Linked DNA regions of Lactuca sativa: region 2 is linked to region 1. A link is a contact called in public Hi-C data. All regions are on one chromosome and are shown on one strand. Each heading gives the region's core, a stretch centred on a gene start, on an enhancer-like site or on the middle of the called end of the contact. The rest is flanking DNA. Distances are from core to core; before and after follow the strand shown.

Region 1 (5,296 bases), core at 746-3,245:
TTAGCGGTTTTAATTTATCGTAAATTTGTGGTAAAAAATTTATTTAAAAATAAAATAAAACGATTACCTGAAGAGCACGGCGGAGGGGTCTAACCGGGCCTTTGGCGGTGTGAGCACCGAGCCATGGTGTATGCCGCCAGACAAGCTTCCCGTTGCAGCCAGCATGAACCTTGCTGCCACCAACAGCAAGCTCAACATACCACATATCAGGATTCATCTGCCATAATACAAATCCACCAGATTCAGCAGATTTTGCAGAATGTTTGTTCTTCATCACCCTTGATGCAGTTTCAAATTCAGATGCCACCATCTTCACTTTCCCCATTGCATAAGCGTTTTTAATGGAGTTTTGAAGCTTTTGGCCTCCGGATGCTGCTGTGTATTGTTGCAGTATGTATTGAGCAGATGAACTTTCCTATAATAACAAGAAAATTAATGTGATTACTAATTAGATATTTAAATTTGATGAAGTCGAGAGGAATGAATGATGATGTTTCTTCCGTAATTCTTGGGAGGGAACAATCTTGAATGGAATAAACGGGATTTTTACGAAACTTGATGAGCTAGAAATAAAATAATATTTCTTGGGTACACAAAATAGTCAACTCTCGATTTTTGAATATTGGGATATTTTGCGATTTGAATTCGAATTTGTAATGAGTGACGTTGGGCTTATTGCTTTGAAATGATTAATTTAGGTTAAGAATTGAGAGGATGAACAGTGGATCGGTATTACCCTTTTTGCTGAATCAAGAATGAAATCGAGTTTCATGTGAAGATCTATTTTGGGTTTTGGAAATCATTGCGCTGAATTTTGGGTTTGTACGACAAAGGGGTAAGAAGATACAGATCTTGGAAAACGAAGGAAGTTCTAAATCGAAAAGGTCTTGAAACAATCGAGCAATGATTGAAGGTTTTAGAGGTTTTAATTTCAATTTAATTAACTTGGTTTTATTCCGGGAAGTATTTAAATCACGCAACCGTGGAGGGCGGAGCATTTGTGTGGCCCTACCAAACACCCACCGGAAAACCCTTTACAGATTCGTAAACAAACTTTCTGCAGGGTCATGTTACCCTGTTTATAATAAACCTTGTTTTCGGGTGTAATTTGGAACTTCAGGTGTAGAACTGTTCATTACAACAGCTTGACAACGACAATGGCGGAAAATGATGTTAGCGCTAGTAGAAAAGTGACCCTAAAGTCACATGAAAAAGATATTGAAAAAGGAACACTTACAATAGGAGTATCCTTAATGCTAAGGTGAGGCAGAGGGTCACTGGAACTAACGTTCACCGGAGCAAGCGGCGCACCCATAACTCCGAGCAAAAGTCTCAGATCAGACCTCTGTTTGTACGCCATAGAAGACGTCATGGAAGGAGCCCTAGATAAATGCCCCTTCATCCATTGCCCGATACCCGACCCGGGACGCTTGGTCTCCCCGAGGTCTGAGGCGGCCGGATCGGGGCCTTCAATCAACGGCGCCAGCGTTTCACCACTCAAACTCCCGGATCTTATAACCACCGGCTCCGGTTTCTGCAACTGTTTAGGTTTCAGTCGAAGAAACCCCGTCATTGGCGAGCTACTACTCCTCGCCGGACTCTTGCCACGTGACCTCGCCGGCGATAAACCACGGACTACTTCGTCTCTTAAAGCAGAGAAAAAACCTTGTTTCCTTTCCATTTTTTGTCAAAACAACAAAACGAACAGTCCTGATTCTTACTTTAGAAAGATGTACAGCAAGAAGGAGGTATTAAATGGAATCTAGAGAGAGAAATGGTGAACCATTTTAATGGGGTTTTGAGTGTGAATTTGCAGAGACGAAATGGGTGAAATAACTGTAAAATTTGTTGGGATTTTGGTTTGTTTGTATTGCTAATTCCACTGTTGAACTGCGAGAAGAATGGTGCTTTTTTCACAGAGGAGGGGTTATAGGGAAGATAGGGAAGTTATACTGTACGACACTCCCTATGGAAAGTATGGTAGGCTGTACTGTAGTGGACAGTGGAGAGTCAAGATCACCTGTGGCGCGTCATATAGTAGGAAACGAAAGGGTGAAAAGACTATTGTTGGGAAACGCCGCGGCGCGTGAATTCAACCCAACGTTTTTGATTAGAAGATTTTTATGTTTTTTTTAAATATATGTTTTTCTTATACAACCTTTTTATTATTAAATTTTCGCCATCAAAAATTAAAAATATAATATAATTTAAGATACAAAAACTCCAATATTCACATATAATATTTATAAGGTAAAAAAAACAAACAAACCCTCAACATAGTTTATTAAAAAAAAAACACTACAAATTAAACTTTAACATTGTTTATCACAAAAGGAAAAATAAAACATCACAATTAGTTTGAATTTAAACCGGTAATAAATCCTTCCCTGTAAAAAAATAAAATAATAAAAAAAATAACCACAACAAATACCATAAAAATATTTTGTTAAACTACCTTGACATAGACGGACATCGTTTTCGGTATGGATATTAAAGAAAAAATAAATATCAATCTTTGTGGAATTTGTAGGCAACCGAGTCTACAAATTCCACAAAGATTGACATTTATTCTTTCTTTAATATTCATACCGAAAACGATGTCCGTCTATGCCAATGTACTTTAAAAAAATATTTTTATGGTATTTGTTGTGGTTATTTCCTCTTTTTTTTACCGGTAACCATTTGTTACCAGTTCAAATTCAAGCTAATTGTGATTTTTTTTTTTTTTTTTTTGTAATAAACAATGTTGGAGTTTATTTTGTGGTGTTTTTTTAACAAACAATGTTGAGGTTTTGTTTGTTTTTTTACCTTAAAAATATTGCATGTGAATGTTGGAGTTTTTTGCACCTTAAAATATATTGTATTTTTAATATTTGATGGCGAAAATTTGATGGTAAAAAGGTTGTATAAGAAAAACATATATTTAAAAAAGGGAAAAAAACAGAAAAAAAAGATTAAAAAAAACTATTATTAAAAAAAAATAGTAAAAAAAAGGTTAGAAAGCTAAAATAAAAGTTGTCATTTAAAAAAATATATATATAAAAACAATAAAAAGGTGAATAAAAGAGAAAAAAAAATAAGATTTAAAAAAAAAAAACTAAAAAGAAAACTAAAAAGTAAAGAAAATAAGAAAAATACCATTTTGGTAAATATTTTCGAAAGAACACTAAAATGGTAAATATTTTTTTCAACTACCCTATTATGGTTAAAAACTCAAAAAACATGACAGGAGATACAAAAACAAGAGAAGAAAAAAAGACCGAAAAAAGGGGTAAATTTAAATCTTGCAATAGCATTCTAAAATTGGATCACAACTTAATTCTATTCATCTTAATTGTAGACATTTCAATTTAATACACTAATCCATAAGTATGAGAGGGATTGAACCTCTTGAGTCAACATCAAATGCGACTTCAACTTTGACGATTAGGCTTTAAGGTTTCTGTAGCTCCAGACCACCCAAATGAACACCAACATTATGGCTTCGTGAATCGGTGACAATCTTTGGTGACCACCTAGCTTTGATCTACATTTAAGCAACTCATGCACCGAAACAGAGGGGTATTCTAACAAATGCCACCAACTGCACACTTGTTGCCAGATGTCTATCAACGTTGGGCACTCGACAAAAATATGGTCCATCATTTTTGGGGATTCGTTGCATGTCCTACAAATGCTCATTGACCCAGTACCGAGTTTGTTGAGATTTTCCATAGATGGTAGCTTACCATGACAGATTCTTCAGGCCAAAATATCCATTTTCTCAGGTACAAGAGGATTCCAATACCAACTAGCAACCGATTGTAGGTGGATCGACTTGTCAATGAGATTTATGAGTATCGACTTGACCATTTAACTTATTAAATGTGTTCATACATCATGAACACATTTAACAAGTTAAATGGTTAAATGTATACAAAAACAGAAAATTGTCTAAATATGAACAACTTTTTATAAATTTCTTAAGAATTTTTATAATTTCTTACAATATTTCTGTAACACCCGAAAGCTAGAAAGTTAATTGTGGAATTATGTTAATTTCTAGTTGAACTAGGCGAGTTGGAGGAACCAACTCGGCGAGTTGAAGATGAAGAATCGTGGATTTAATGGGTCTACTCTACGAGTTGATGAGCCTTAACTCGACGAGTAAAAGTTGGCTTGATCGCGAAGTTTAATGAGGCAACTCGATGAATTGAGGAGCCTCAACTCGGCGAGTTGGCCACTCATAAGGAAACCCTAATTTTAGTGTTTTACACCCTATTTAAACACCTTAAGTCCCAGGTGTTGGCCTCATTTCCAGCCTCCATAGCCCTTAACCTTAATCTCGAAACCCTAGAGCCTCCTTGAGTGTTGTGAGATCATGGTGGGTGTGTTTTGGTGTATATGAAGATCATTGAAAGAAGAAAAGCTTGGTGCAAAGTGGTGGTTCGAGTAGGAGCTTACAGATTTGGGTTCTTTGCTCTATTTCCAGCGTATTTTAGGTATAAAGTCCTAACCTTGCTTAATATTTGATTAGATCTCCTTATGTTGGGTTTTGTGGTGTTTTGTCCTCTTTTTGGGGATGATGTTGGAGTAAAGTCATTTTAGGGGTTATTCTTCCAAATTTGGCTTGGTTTTGGTACCCTTAAGGTTAAAGGTGCAAACTTTATGAGGATTTTGGTGTCATGCATGCATTAAGTCAACTATTAAGTCCATTCCAAGCTCAAGAGCTTCATTTAGACATGCATGAACGTAAAGTTGGCAACTTTACATGGTTTTCCAGGGCGGTCCAGATAGACTGAAGGCCTGCAAGGCGGACCAGTCATGCCGAAGGCCCAGAGAACAATCCATACAGGATGTATGCCCGGTGAGGCGATCCAGACATATTGAAGGTTCTATGAGCGGTCCAGACAGGATGTAGGCCCGGTGAGGCGGTCCATACATGTTGAAGGCTATGTATGCATGTTGTTATTTGTACATGTTATTTGCTTGAGTGTTGGTACTTTGGGGGAACTCGCTAAGCTTTGTGCTTACAGTTTTGGTTTATGGTTTTAGGTATTTCAGCTGATCGTGGAAAGGTGAAGGCGTGACCGTACATATCCTTGCGTTTTGGACTTATGATTTCTGGGAAACTCTGATAATGTGAACGTTTTGAAAACTATGTTGAAAGAGATTTTGATTTTTAAATAATGTTTTGGGAACAACGGTTTTTGTAAATACTTCTATAGAAAAAGGGTTGTTTTGATAAGTTTAAATTTATATGAAATTTTTGGGATGTTACAAGTTGGTATCAGAGCCTTGGTTTGAGTGAATTGGA
Region 2 (5,101 bases), core at 2,518-5,017, 150 kb after region 1:
ATTGTCATGGCCCGAGTTGTAGCCAGAATCTCCTGGAGGGGGAGCGTGAGTTTGCGTATAGATCTATACTGGATTGACTATCCTACACCTTGCTGCTAGCTACAGCCGAACCTGCAGGTCTGCGGGTGCCAAACGTCATACCTTTTTACGACTTACAATGTCGTGCTTTCCGTCGATAGTATGGTATAATTAATCACATAATACCTTGATATAAATCCGGTTTAACGTAGTTAGTACAACAGTAGTTCCTATGATACAACACTACAGTACTACATTAATTTACCCTTTACATTTATTTAGTGATCATTTCACTTAAACATTAATGTACAAACTATATTTTGATAATTATAGTTACACTTGGGAAAATTACACACTTTTACAAGAAACAAACATACAAAACAGTTGTGCCTTAGTAGAAGGCAACTTTTACTATAAAATATAGGATTTTCTAGGAGTTACAAACTTTTACAAACACTTACAAACATTCAGATACTTTTATTACGAACGTTTACAAACTCATACTTCAAACAACAGTTCAAACATTTTGATACAACCATAGACACTAAATACTTATGAACTCACCAGCTTTAATGCTGATAAATTCTTTCAAAATAACTTGTATTCTCAGGTCATCAGTAGACAGGTACCGATGCCAGCTTTTGAGAAGATAGAGCGCATACAAGACTCCTCTTATATTTTGATTCATATTTTGGTGTCTTATATACTACAGAACACACTTGTATTAAAATTATTTATTTAATGCAATGGATGATGTTGTTTACTTGTTTACTATTATACTGTGTTGTGATACTGTACATGACGTCCTCCGCCCCAGAACGTTTCCGTCGTTCTCGGTTTTGGGGTGTGACAGAGATGAGTGTGAAACCCCTAATTTTCAGGGTTTGTACCCTATTTAAAGTAACTTAAGCCTTCATTTCCGCCTCCCTTATCCTCTTGACCCTCTGTGAGAAAACCTAATCGAGTTGTATTCATTTGTGTATGTGTGTGTGTCTGTGAGAGAGAGAGAGAGAGAGAGAGAGATACAGATAGATAGATAGATAGAGAGAGAGAGAGAGAAAGGCTAAGATTATATTTTCTAGTGCATTTTTGGAAGGGGATTGAAGAGCAAAAGGAATGGAATGAGAATAAGCCATTGCATCCGGGTATCTATCAGTACTAGCTACTATTTGGAGGTAAAAAGCTATCACCTTGATCATTGTTTGGTTAGATCTCTTTATTAGGATTTTATGGTCATTTCAATCTTTTATTTGGGTCCTTAAGTTGTTTGAGCTTGCCATGAAATTGTGACTTCAGATCTAGACAATGTGAGGTCCCTTGGGCCTGAAGACTCGAGCTTTATCAAGCTATTAGCCAACTTTCATGCATTAAACCCTCTATAGAGCATATTTTGGCATTTTGAGACCTAGATGCCATGCATGGACGTAAAGCTTGCAACTTTACGCGATACTTCAGCCTTAGAAGGAAAAATCTAGAGTACGAGGCCTTAGCTCTGCTTAAAAACGTTTGAATGAGAGAATAACTGAAGGGACTCGACGAGTTAATGAGCCAACTCGACGGGTTGGCTAGGGTTTTCCCTAACAGTCCGGAAGCGTTACAACTCGACGAGTTGGTGAGACAACTCGACGAGTTGAGTTGTATTTTCCCGATACTTCAGAGAAAACGAAGGAACTCAACGAGTCATATAGATGCACTCGACGATTTGGGTCAACATGGACCATTGACTTGAGTGTTGCCTTCCGTTGAGTTTTAGGGTTTGGTCAAGACATGAATTGTGAAGATCATGGAGGGGTAAAATAGTTTTTCACCCTTTCCGAGAGTGAAGAAAAGGGTTAGCCTAACTTCTTAGATTTGTGATTATAAGTGTTAATTTGAGATGATTATATTATGTAGGCGGAGTCTAGACTGCCCGTGGGTACTAGATCTACTTGCTTACTTACGAGGTGAGTCTTCTCACTATACTTACCTGATCGGTAATACTGTATGACCGAAGGATCTTATTTGAGTTATCGACCGGAGGGTCTTATGTGCTTATACTGAGTTATGTGATATTACACATTTTGTCTTTGTGATTTATGCTATGTATTATTCTGTGCCTTTCTGAGTTAGGACCGGAGGGTCCAAACCGAGTTGTGAGACCGGAGTGTCGTCACTGAGATACAGGACCGGAGGGTCCAACCCGAGCTGTGAGACTGGAGGGTCTTCACCGAGACACATGACCGGAGGGTCCATACCGAGCCGTGAGACCGGAGGGTCCTCACTGAGACGCATGACCGGAGGGTCCATGTCGAGCTATAGTCATGAAAGGTTTATTATTTGTGTATTTGGTATTTTGGGGAACTCACGAAGCTTCGTGTTTGTCGTGTTATGTAATACGTACGTGTTTCAGGAACTTCTTAGGATCGCGGGAACACACCGATTTGATTGTACACATCTGTTCGAGATTATGTTTGAGGATTCTGGGATATTATCAGTCATTTTGTTTATTTGTGTTTTTTATAACTGATGCATTTGTGGTTTTTGAGAAATGTGATATTGAGTTTTATATGGTTTAAAAATGAAAATTTTTGTTTGAAAATTTAGAGTGTTACACACCTTTATGCATTTAACAAGTTCAAGGAGCTCAGATCTATCTATTCTAGTCTCTGGAGTTGCTCAACTCACAAAAGAATGTCTAAAAGCCAAAAAGGGATTCCATAACAAAACCCTAGCTCAAAATAATGAAAAGGATGACAAGATTATGACTTTATACCTCCAAAATTTCCTCAAGATGTTCTAGATGCAAGATCTATAAGCTCAATGACACCCAAAGCTTGAATACCACCTTCTCCTCCTTGAATGATCTCTAAAATGGCCACCAACACACCTTCTAAGCTTAAGAACCACACTCACAAGGAAATATGAGGTTAAGGGACGACATAAGGCTATAGAGACTGGTTACGATTTAGTCCCAATGACTTAAGGATGCTTAAATAGGTGTCAAGTCCAAAAATTAGGGTTTTGACCATCAGTCACGTACGCCCTGCATACCCCATGGTACGCCCAGCGTACATGCTAACCCTCCGCGAGCAGCCATCCTTAGTACGTTAAGCGTACTCCTGGAGTACGCCCAACGTACTAAGGGACCATTATGCACTAATTTATATTTCAATAATATAAAGGGGGTATTACCTGATTTGGAGTATTACACTTAACATCATCGTTTTATACTTTTATTCATACTTTTTATTATTTATTTTATATATTTCTTATTTTATAATTAAATAATATCATATAAAATTAAAACAATATATTAATCACAAATTCTAAATTCCAAATTATATTAAGTTAAATATTAGAATATTAAAAACTTTGAATCTAAGTTGAAAATAATATATAAGAAAATAATAGTTAAATAAAAATTAGTATACTAAAAATAAAAGTAAAATATTAAACTATACAAAAATAATAAATAATAATTTTTTATGTAATTTTTTATTGAAAGACAATACAACCTTTTCATATTTGAAATTATTATATTAAACTAATGCTTTTCTTTTTAACTTAATCAATTTATATTTAAGTTCTAAATTTTTTTTATATATAAATTTTCAAAAAGTATACATCATCAGTTATTTAAGAGACAAATCCATTTTATCCACCACGTGGCAAGGTGTAGATCTGTATTATCCACAGAACATCTACGTGGCGAGATGCTATTGAACATCTAATAACCCATGCAATCCAGAACCACTTGGATTTATCCTTCCGCTACACCATATGATCAAAACTCCTAAACAACCCACCACCATTATCCATCCCTTCAATCGTTCTGATCAGAGAGAAGCAGTACCTATGGCCGCTGCAACCTCAACCGTCGTGGGCTTGGCCACCTCCTCCCTCTCTTCGCCGTCGTCACTCAACCGCAGACAAACCACCTTAAATTCAGGTCAACGTCCACCACCTCTTCATCATAACGATAAATTGCAAGATTTATACACTGCATACTCATACTCTGATCAGTTTCTGTTAATAATATCGATCTACATTCAATTCTTTCGAAGCAAATAAGACTTTAGCGACTTATAATGTCAGGCATACTTATAAGAGGATCTGATGGTCTATAATGTAGTAATTATCAACTTATGATGTATATATGTTTTCTGATAGAAAATATAAATCCAAGTTATATTTTATTAACTATGGGTAATCAAACTGGTAAACTTATAGTTTCTTTATAAAATGTCCTTTGTCAAATACTTATCAATTAAATTTATTAATAATTGAATTTGTGTTTGTTTTCAGCCTTTTTGAGGTCTACAACAACAACAAGGAACCCTTTGAGGGTTTCACATGCTTCAGGTGGCAAATATACATGGTAAATAAATCTCCAAGTAATTTAAATATACAATATCAAAATTCAAGTGAATTAATATATAACTTATATAAGTTGTATAACATTACATATATATTTGTGTTGATTTGTTTTGTTAATATAATGATATTAAACATTGTTAGCTTTGAAAGAGACTGGCTACGTAGAGACTTGAATGTGATAGGATTTGGGTTGATCGGATGGCTCGCACCATCAAGCATACCAGCAATCAACGGTGACAGTTTGACAGGACTCTTCTTTGGAAGCATTGGAACTGAGCTCGCTCACTTCCCCACTCCTCCGGCTCTCACTTCACCATTTTGGTTAGTTTAAAACAAAAACTATTTAAAATATGTGTCTATGTCTTGGATAAAACTTATATTATATAACCATTTGGTGTTAAATACTACTTACAAGCTTTTAATGGTTAAGATATATAAAGTAGGATTTTGATTCTTTCTTATAAAAAATGACAATTAATATTATAAATATTGATTAAAAAGGCTATTATTATAATTATAATTATAATAGTATATTTGTGGATTTGGGATGTTGTAGTCATTAAAAGATATATTTGATCAGTGATTTCACGGCCATTATATAATAATAATAACTCAAATAACCCACTTATTCATAAAATGGATCATAATGGTCATCTTTTAGCTTGTGTTTATGTAATTCTAAAAGTCATTATAATTCTTTTTCTTTAGAAAAGCATCATGTGTAAAT

What was found. Hi-C and Micro-C count contacts between places; a contact is called where the count stands out from the background.
Region 2: a contact with region 1 is called in a Hi-C map of leaf, with 7 times the contacts expected there. The contact joins the promoter of LOC111904209 here to the promoter of LOC111904211 in region 1. A contact is called at or near these places in 2 of 4 Hi-C or Micro-C datasets (leaf and seed).

The regions. Positions count from the first base shown.
Region 1 is chr7:154,384,580-154,389,875 of Lsat_Salinas_v11, forward strand. It overlaps LOC111904211, which reads right to left and starts at 1,996. Exons shown (of 3, transcript XM_023899988.3): 1 at 1,238-1,996; 2 at 68-415. The coding sequence starts at 1,681.
Region 2 is chr7:154,530,237-154,535,337 of Lsat_Salinas_v11, forward strand. LOC111904209 (photosystem I subunit O) reads left to right here and starts at 3,768. Exons shown (of 4, transcript XM_023899987.1): 1 at 3,768-3,946; 2 at 4,303-4,375; 3 at 4,516-4,695. The coding sequence starts at 3,778.